Regions from separate parts of the Mus musculus genome. Here region 2 is linked to region 1. Evidence: chromatin contacts called from public Micro-C data. All regions are on one chromosome and are shown on one strand. Each heading gives the region's core, a stretch centred on a gene start, on an enhancer-like site or on the middle of the called end of the contact. The rest is flanking DNA. Distances are from core to core; before and after follow the strand shown.

Evidence for each region. A called contact is a pair of places that touch in the nucleus more often than the background predicts.
Region 2: a Micro-C map of embryonic stem cells shows a contact between it and region 1, with 4 times the contacts expected there. The contact joins the promoter of Gabrq here to the promoter of Gabre in region 1. A contact is called at or near these places in 1 of 39 promoter capture datasets (cranial neural crest), 1 of 484 Hi-C or Micro-C datasets (embryonic stem cells) and 1 of 9 other capture datasets (adipose tissue).

Annotation. Positions count from the first base shown.
Region 1 is chrX:72,272,041-72,276,931 of GRCm38.p6, reverse strand. It overlaps Gabre (gamma-aminobutyric acid (GABA) A receptor, subunit epsilon), which reads left to right and starts at 2,211. Exons shown (of 9, transcript NM_017369.2): 1 at 2,211-2,286. The coding sequence starts at 2,231.
Region 2 is chrX:72,823,224-72,827,652 of GRCm38.p6, reverse strand. Gabrq (gamma-aminobutyric acid (GABA) A receptor, subunit theta) reads right to left here and starts at 2,475. Exons shown (of 9, transcript NM_020488.2): 1 at 2,049-2,475; 2 at 15-103. The coding sequence starts at 2,197.

The DNA.
Region 1 (4,891 bases), core at 962-3,461:
CACAGAAGTGGATGCTCACAGTCAGCTATTGAATGGATCACAGGGCTCCCAATGGAGGAGCTAGAGAAAGTATCCAAGGAGCTAAAGGGATCTGCAACCCTATAGATGGAACAACATTATGAACTAACCAGTAACCCGGAGCTCTTGACTCTAGCTACATATGTATCAAAAGATGGCCTAGTCAGACATCACTGGAAAGAGAGGCCCATTGGACACACAAACTTTATATGCCCCAGTACAGGGGAACGCCAGGGCCAAAAAAATGGGAATGGGTGGGTAGGGAAGTGGGAGGGAGGGTATGGGGGACTTTTGGGATAGCATTGGAAATGTAATTGAGGAAAATACATAATAAATTAAAAAAAGGAAAAAAATTCTTCTTGTCGTGGTGACCCCCAACCATAACATTATTTGGTTGCTAATTCAGAACTGTAATGTTTGCTACTGCTATGAATCATAATGTGAATCTCTGTGTTTTCTGATGGTCTTAACCCCTGAAGGAGGTTCTGATCCATAGCTGCTTGGCTCAGTGGTACTCGGCCACACAAAGCTTTATGCAGGCCAGTAAGAAATACTTGTTGCGGGCTGGTGAGATGGCTCAGTGGCTAAGAGCACCCGACTGCTCTTCCGAAGGTCCAAATTTCAAATCCCAGCAACTACATGGTGGCTCACAACCACCCGTAATGAGATCTGATGCCCTCTTCTAGAGTGTCTGAAGACAGCTACAGTGTACTTACATATAATAAATAAATAAATAAATAAATAAATAAATAAATCTTTAAAAAAAAGATATACTTGTTGCCTTCTAACTTTCAGGCATGCAGTTGAGAGGCTGGGAGATGTGTGTGTGTGTGTGTGTGTGTGTGTGTGTGTGTGTGTGTGTGTGTGTGCATGAGAGAGAGAGAGAGAGAGAGAGAGAGAGAGAGAGAGAACCAAGCTTACTTCATTGATAAAGACCTGCTCACTATAAACAAGCTCAAAAAGCAATGCCTGCGAAAGTACACAGAGAGCAGCGCTCTGAACGTGACAAATCAGAGGGATGCAATAGAGAGGGTGCTGCTGCAGAGAGCTTATTAGATTAGTGAGCTCCAACAAAACCTCTCCACAGAGCCTTCAGGCCCACAGTGCTTTCTAGAGCAACAGGTAAAGGAGGCTATTGCTAGTGCTCAATGAGAGCTTGTCGTGCAAATATCTGAAGTCAATTAGAAGGCTCTATGCAAAATAAATAAATAAATAAATAAATAAATAAATAAATAAATAAATGTATTTCCAAGGATGCTGGAGATTCTTGGTATGCTACCCTCCCCCTAACAGGCTTTCTCATTTCTTCTTCTGCTATTCTCTGGAATATTCTCTAAGAAAAAAAATTGCCTGGCCTATTGTGGAGAGACATTTTCGAAAGCCTCTTCTGACACCCAGGCCCCAAGGCTGAACAGGAAAGAATGTTGAGTCAGTGTCCCTGTGGGATTGTCTTCCAGTGAATGCCTTTATCTGATCCTTTGCTAGTGACTGTTCCCTAGTCCCATGGAATTGGCCTGTACAATGGTTCAGACCAGAGGTTACTAGGGAAAACCCTTAAGGATCTCTTGTTTCCTGCACCAAGGGTGGTACTGAGTTTGTCTAGCTTCCTTAGATGTGTTCTGAAGGGCTGGAGGGTGTGGAGTGAGACCAGGAAAAAATCAGTGAGGCTAAGGGAAGATGTGGAGATTGATGGGGCTCAACAGGTTGTAAGGAAGAACACAAGGACCTCAAAGCTCATCAAGGGGTCTGGAAGGGGTCGCAGCAAAGTACCCGCAATGCCCACGCGCATGTCTTCTCCCTGCCAGTGGAGGCTCCCCAGGCCACAACCGCTACAGCGGTTTTTCCCCAAGCCCTGGGCCTCACGCTGCAGGCTCGCCTCCTCCTTACTCCTCCCGCCACCCCCCACCCCCCCCCACCCGCCCTGGCTGTCTGGCAGCGCCGCAGTGCTGGCGGCTGGGGGCCTTGGCGACAGGGCTCCCTCATCTCCACCCCCTGCCCGCCCTCCCTAGCCTCGCTCCTCGCTGCCGCAGCGATCACGTCGTCGGAGATTTCCATCGGGGCTCAGGGGGCGGGGCCAAGGTGCGGAGCGCGACTGGGGCGGGGCGAGTGGGAGGAGTGAAAGTTGGAGCCCAACAAAACCCTCCACCTCGCTCCGAACAGCCAGACCTGCGCTGCGACCTCTACACAGGTGGTCGTGCCAGGCACCGCCGAGATGTTGCCTAAAGTTCTCCTGATGCTTCTCAACATGTTCCTGGCCCTTCAGTGGAGGTGAGTCTCCATCCCGGGACCGGGGAGCCTTCTGTGCCCAGCAGGCTTCCGGGACCCCCAGGGTCCCTTGTGACCAACCAGGCCAGCCTGGTCCCTTGTCCCTTCGACGCATGCTACCCTCCTGTGGGCCCCCCTGTAGGACGGGCGTCCGGGGGCTGAAGACAGGGAGCCCGGGCAAGTCAGGTGGGACCATGTTCGGTCCATTGGCGTCGTGGACTCCGGCTGGCCCTCAAAGCCCTGGAGCGGTCGGCCAGGAAGCAAGAGCACCTGGTTCCCTATAGTAGACTGACGCAGGAAGAGGGGAAAGGGCGCGCAGAAACCGCTGGAGCTAGGCGCTTACAACTCAGGGGGTTGTGCTGGGGACTTTGGGAAGGTGGCTTCTGGGCTGGGGGTGGGGGGAGCTGAAGTGCCTCGAAATGTTTTAGTGTTTCTAATCGATTCACTCTTGCTCACATTTTTTTTTTCTTATTCGGAGCGCCTGCTAGTACCAGGCACGATGCCAGGCAACTCTGACTTTACTTGCTTCCCATCCCGTTGCTCGTTTTCCTTCCAGTCTCAGTCAGGAACCTGAGCCTTAGTTATCTAAGGGCTCCCACCCCACCTACCTCCCCTTCCCCTTCTCACCCCAAAGCACCCTGCTTGGTCTTAGGGACAGACCTGAATCAGAGGCCAGGAATGTTTTTCTTTTCTGAGGTCTGTGGTTTGTGGCCTGGATTTCTAGCCCCCTCCCTTTTTTTCTGATTTCTCTTGAGTAGCCAGCCTCCCTCCCTAAAACCCCTGAGCCCGGGCCTTTGTATAAAGGGTGTCCCTAGGACTTCTTGGCATTTAGGGTGGAAGATGGTTGTTTTGTGCCTGTGTTTTAATTGGAAGCTGTTTCTTGTGGGGTGTGAGCTGTCACAAGTTTTTAAGCTTCCTGATCTGTCGAGGTTTCTAGAAGTCTCCATGGCATTGGGCTTGTGTCTTTTCATTTGTTTGTTTTGAGAAGGGGCAATGTGTCTTCTCAACCCAGGTTACATAGCTTCTCAGGGAGGATGTGGATACCCGGTGGCTTTCTGGTACCCTAAGGTGAGGCTGGCCTCAGAAGGGTCTTGGTAAATGTTTCTAAATGTGTACTAAGAATTTCTTGCTATTCATGTCCATTTAGATGGTATTTTTTTCTGGGACAAAAGATGGCCGAGGATAAAGGAGGGGGCGTGAAGAAGAAGGGAGGGCTATAAGAGGGAAAAACAGCCCATCCGGCCAGAGTGGGGGGGGGGGGCATGAAACTGACGTGCTCACACTGTCAGCATGGCAACCTGTGATGTCAGGAAAGGGGAGGCGGCAGTGGAGTGTGTTGGGCCAAACTTCAATTTGGTTCATGCTCAGCTTCAAATCAGGTGTATGATTTTGAGCATAGCCCTTTCCTCATATGGGCTCATATTGTTTGTCCATCAATAAATTTTAAAGGCCAGCATATTGAGAAAGAAAGCCAGGGTCTTCCTCAAGTTCTTTTGCTTCCCTCTTTAGCTAGATTTGGAAGGTGGTAGTGCAGAGCTTCAGTCTCATCCAGAATTATCACATCTGGAAGACTGTGGGTGTCTGAAAAGCTTCCCTGGAAAATCTAGCCTTGAAAAAGAGCTTGGTGGCTTTTTGATGATGTGTATGTATATCCAGGAGCTTCTTAACCCCAAAGGTCTCAGGGTGTGGCTATTTGTTTGTTTACACTAGCAAAATCAAATCTAAGAATCAAAGCAACCTCCACTCCCCCCAGATCCTTTTCCTTGTAGGCCTAGTAGAGGATCTCTGGTCCCTTGGGGTGTTGGCCTGGGGGATTAGCCTCTAGATGCCTAGGAGATCTGAAAAACCTTAGGAAAGAACACATCATCTAAATATGACATTTGAAGATAGAAATGCTTTTCCCAATCCTAGTCTTTGCTTAGCCCAGTATGGGAATTAGCCATTTCAGAAATGAGAAATGGCAACAGCTTAGCCTATCTATATGGCAATTATACTATTCTAAAAGCTCAGAACACTGCAGAAAAACAAAAACAAAACAACAAGAAAAAACCCCAACAATTTGATGCCCAATTGCCAGTCCCCTGGTCTGCACCACAGGAACCTGCTCACCTTAGGCTGCTGCTCTTATTTTAGGGATTAAGTTGCCTGGTGGCTTTAAAGTACCATTTTAAAAGTGTAATACACAAATATGAAGGTATAGCAATCATAAATGAACAACAGCTCAGTGAATTTTCATAAAGTAAACATGATCAGGTAACCAGGACCGAGATGATAAGGAAATAATTGCCCCACCCCCAAGTGTCACCAAACTTAAAATCCTCCTAGAGGAAACCACTCTCTTGCCTTTCAACATCAAACGTTAATTAGTGCTGAAAGTTTTTTCCAACGCTTTTAATTGTATTTTTTCAAGTATATGTAGCAAACTGAATATCCATATAGCCACCATCAGCCTGAATATTAATAAAGTGTGACTTGTTTTCTCTGCCCCCTACATACCATTCTTTCAACTTAGTTTTTTTAAATAAATGTCAGACATCATATTATTTTGTATATAAATATTATAGTCGTTAAGGGCTTCACCAGTAAAAATAGTTAAGAATTATTTGTT
Region 2 (4,429 bases), core at 1,226-3,725, 550 kb before region 1:
TCAATATGGCTTACCTCCAAAATTTGGTCTAAGTCGGACATCATATGTTGACAGCACCCTGTCCAAAATCTTTTGAACCACAGCTTCATTTGCACAGTTTTTGCTGAAACAGAGAAGCCATGAGTATATACTGGTTGACTCGCGGCCTACTTACCAGTGGCTGGTTTGCCAGGGCCATCACTGCTCCTGTACATATGCAAACATGTGCAGTCATATGTGTTTGCTTTCACCCTCCCTTCCTCCCTTCTCAGCCCACAGTGAGTCAGCCAGAAGCACAGCAGTGACGCAGACTCTTTTTCCCCCTCCCCCTTCACAGCTTTCATCCAGAGGGAGGGGCCCAAGGACTGTTTCCCTGTTACCAGGCAGAAATAGTGGTCAGGGGAAGAAAGCCCATCATAGGAGAGGAGGAAAGCTGGGCAGATGATACTCTCAGAAAACTGCATTGTTTTAGTTCTTTGAGACACTGCACCTTGAGGTACTCCTGGATGCTGATTGCTGGCAGTCTTGCCAGTGGTACCTCATTGCCCCTGGAGGTCAGCTCCCACTGGCTAGTGTGCCCCTGAGCTGAGCTCATGTTTTCCAGCTCAAAGACACATTTCCTCTACCTGGTCCAGGCATTTCCCCCTTACATTTATGTCAACCTTGTGTATGAGAGAGTTGGTATATGACACATGACGCAGAAAGAGAGAGGTGGGGGAGGGAGAGAGAGAGTGTGTGTGTCTTGCTCATGTAGGATAGCTTTATGACTCTCATTGAAATAAACCATTTCTGATTTCAGGGGTTTAGAGCTGTCTTCGAAATATTCATTCTGGGAATAGGCATCTTACTCACTACACATGTGCTTTCAGCCTGGAGGTGTCTTAGGTGAGCATCTGTAAGTGAAGACAGCTCAACTGCAGATAGTAGGCCTTTCCATAGGTCTCTATGATGTTCATTGAATCAATCTAGACTTTCATTTCCCAAAGGGCTTTTAAATGACAACAGGCCCCAGGCATCACTATCACTGTGGCTCCTCGGAACTTTGACGCATCACCCCTGCAATCTCCATCTTTCTGTTTCTCTGGGTGTCTCCTTCTCGCTCTTTCCATCTCTCCCTGACTCCCCCTACCCCTGTGTGTTCACTGACGCAGTCGGAATGTTGGGTTGAGAGCACTGCAGGGCTGCCTGCTGGAACCTTGCCCAGCCTGGCCCCTCCCCCTTTCTGATTACATGTTTATTTCTAGTTTGCCACTTAAAATTATTATTCATTTCCCTCAATCATAAAATTTAATTTTGTAACATTTAAAAGTATGTGCATGAATTATTCTTAAACTAAAGAAATACATTCCTCCCTGTTTCTGTCCACAAATTTCCCATGTGCCAGCATTTAAGATCGGTAGCCACTTGAAAATACACATTTTTTATGTGTGATTTATATTTCAAGGATGATGGTTTATCCCCTCTTCAGATACTTGCAGACCTAAAGAAACTTTAAATCAAACAGAAACACTGAAATCTTCAAATGTTTTCACAGAATAAGCACAAAAGCGTACCCCACTTAAGCCTGAGGTTATATGCCATTTACAGCTACTGATTACACAGTTAATCATTTCAATCTGCTGTATTTGAAAGAGCCCCTCACACCCCCTCCCCCAGAGAGAGACAGAGGCACAGAGAGATACTGTTTCAGCAAATGGACTAGAAATCTTTACTCAAACAGGTGTCTTTCCAGTCTGTTTTGTGAATTGCCCATGTACACCCCCAGTACCACGGGCATCAGAAAACACGACTGGGAAAAAGCTGCCTGGGACCTCAGTCCCCGAGGATGATCAGGTAGACTCTGGGGTGAGGGTGCTCTGGCTTCAAGAATTGGGCTGACAGTAGGCACAGTAAGGCACAGCAGTAACAGGTGGCTTGAAGCTAGGAGTATCATTTCACGGCTGTCCCCATGCTTCATCCCCTAGGCAAACCCGGGTCCTAATCCCTTGTCCCCGGCCCGCTCTGTCCAAGAGGCCAAGACCTTCTTTTGCCCCTGTCCCTTCCATGCTCAGCTAGGCAGGGCAGCTTACCAGTTGAAGAGATCCAGAATGACTTCAGGCGTGCTGGAGGAGAGCTCGAAGTGGAATTTCGGGGTGGGACTGGGGCCGTTACTCTCTGCCAGCCAAGTCCTAATGAGCAGCAGGAGCGCAGCGGCTCGCAGCATACCTCGGATGCCCATGGCTGCAGTGCTCTTGGGGACCGCAGCGGACAGCTGGAAAAGGGGACAGGGTTGGGGTGGGAGCGAGTCAGAACCGGGCAAAAGGGGCGGAATCGCTAGTCCTTCCGCAGAATCGGGACCCTAAGGAGAGACCTGAAGGAAGTAGGGAGTATGGGGTCTCTCCGGAGTCCAGGGCCTGAAAGAACAGTGGCTCCGCAGCAGCTCTGCCCCCCCGCAGCGGTCCACAGGGCGTGCCACTGCAAGGTGCGCTTCGTCTGGCACCGCTCAGGGCTGAGACTGGGTGTCAAGTAGGGCGGGGCGCGCGGCTGGCTCCGCCTACTCCGACGGCAGCACCTGCTGAGCCAATCCCGCAGGCGCAAGGAGCGGTAAAAAAGGCGCGCGCGCTTGGCCCCCTCCCCGCCGCCCCTCAGGCTGCGCGCAGTCAGGCCGCAGGCCCTTCAGGTCTCTGCAGCTTTACCCTGACCAGCACTAGTCACCTGGGTTGGGTCCAGCCATGGGAAAGGAAGGGGCTTACTGCTGAGACTAGACCACAGGGAAGCCAGGGACTTCTGGCTCCTGGCCTCTTCTTTGAAGAAGGAAAGTGATGTGTTTCTTTTAGAAGACTGTGTCCAAGAGTTTGCATTTTCAAAGAAGTGTGACCATTTGACTGTCATGACTGGATGTGAGCTCTGAAACACTTGCACATCTTAGAAGAATCCGGAGGTTGTTCTCAGACCATGACACTCCAGTAACTCAATGTGTTTAACCCAATGCACTTCATCTTTGAGTGGGCTGATGGAATCTCTTACCAAAGGGTCTCAATGCAGGACTTTGACCACAGAGGACGGTAACTGTCTTCTTGGAGCCAAATTTCCCAGAGTTTTCTTTTCCTTAAATTTAGGGTCTCGAGAAAAACAAATTCAGGGAGCGGAAAGTATTCACCAGCTGAATGAAGTCTTCCTAAGGTATGATTCCTTGCTGTAAACAGGATTGCAGAGCGGAAGTGAGGATCCAGGCTGAAGGGGGAAAGAAGGCAAAAGTCAGTGCTTCACAGGTCACTAGAAGATGCTAATGCACCTGAGTTCAAGTGCTATCACATGGAAAAGTTTGGGGTTTTGTTAGGAGGCTTTTATCATTTCCCCTACCTGGAAACTGCTTCTGTTATGGAAGAGAAAAGTATGGAATGGTTTCACACTATCCCGTGACCCAGCCTGGGTCCATGACTGAACTAGTGCCAAACGAGGCATCACAAAAGCTCATTTTCCCAGTAATAAGAAAAAGGGCTTAATCACGTGCACTATCATTACACCTCCCACGTAACACCATAGAGAAGGACCGAAGTAAGATGGATCGCAAGTCCAACCTTCCCTTACTAGGCTCATACACACAGAAACACACCCTTTCTGCTTTCCTTCAGGACTTGGTGACACAACTTTAGTTGGGTGAACACAGTGAAATCTTCACTCTCCTGGTTTTCTCAATGTCTTACACAGTTGCTAACTTAAACTTTTTCCTCTTCTTTGAAAACACACTTTAGAAACAAACTATTCCATGTTCCATAGTCTCACGACTTCTCCTAAGGTGCAGAGTACTGTTATATCTTCCTTAAAAAAATAAAATCTCCCTTCTTCCCCAACTGTTGCAGAAAATGGACATGGAAGAGAAAAAGGAATGATAAGATTTATACGTTATTGCTAATCACGTATAAGAACTGAGAGACAAGCCTGCTCTCGAGTTGTGAGTCCTGCCACGTCACACCTGATCATCCAGACATCCTTACAGAGATTCTTTGTTTCTCACCAAAAGGAATCTGTATCTTTTTGCCTAAACAACTGGATGGTAATATGGGTAAAATGAGGTTTAGAGAAAGAACAGAAACTGACCCAATGCTGCATAGTAGTAGAGCGTCAAGCTGGAAAATCTACTTGCAGGTTTGCCTGCTTCCTCTGACTGAAAATTCAGACAACTACCAGCAGATGGGAGTAGATTTGTTTGAGAGATATTTCCAGCACAGAGGAATCAACTTCTGCAGCCAATTAACTGGCATAGCCTGTTATTTGTAAGGAAGAGTTTTAGAATTGAAATTCTGTTCTTATGTGTCTCTGTGACTATGAATATTTCCAAAAAATCGATGTCAATTATTTAATTCTGGGCCTTAAATCCCAAAGGATCCACTTCTGGTTTCCTTGGAGGTAATGCTTTGAAATTTCTGAGTCATAGGACCAAATAATGCCTCAAATGTAGCTAGACTTA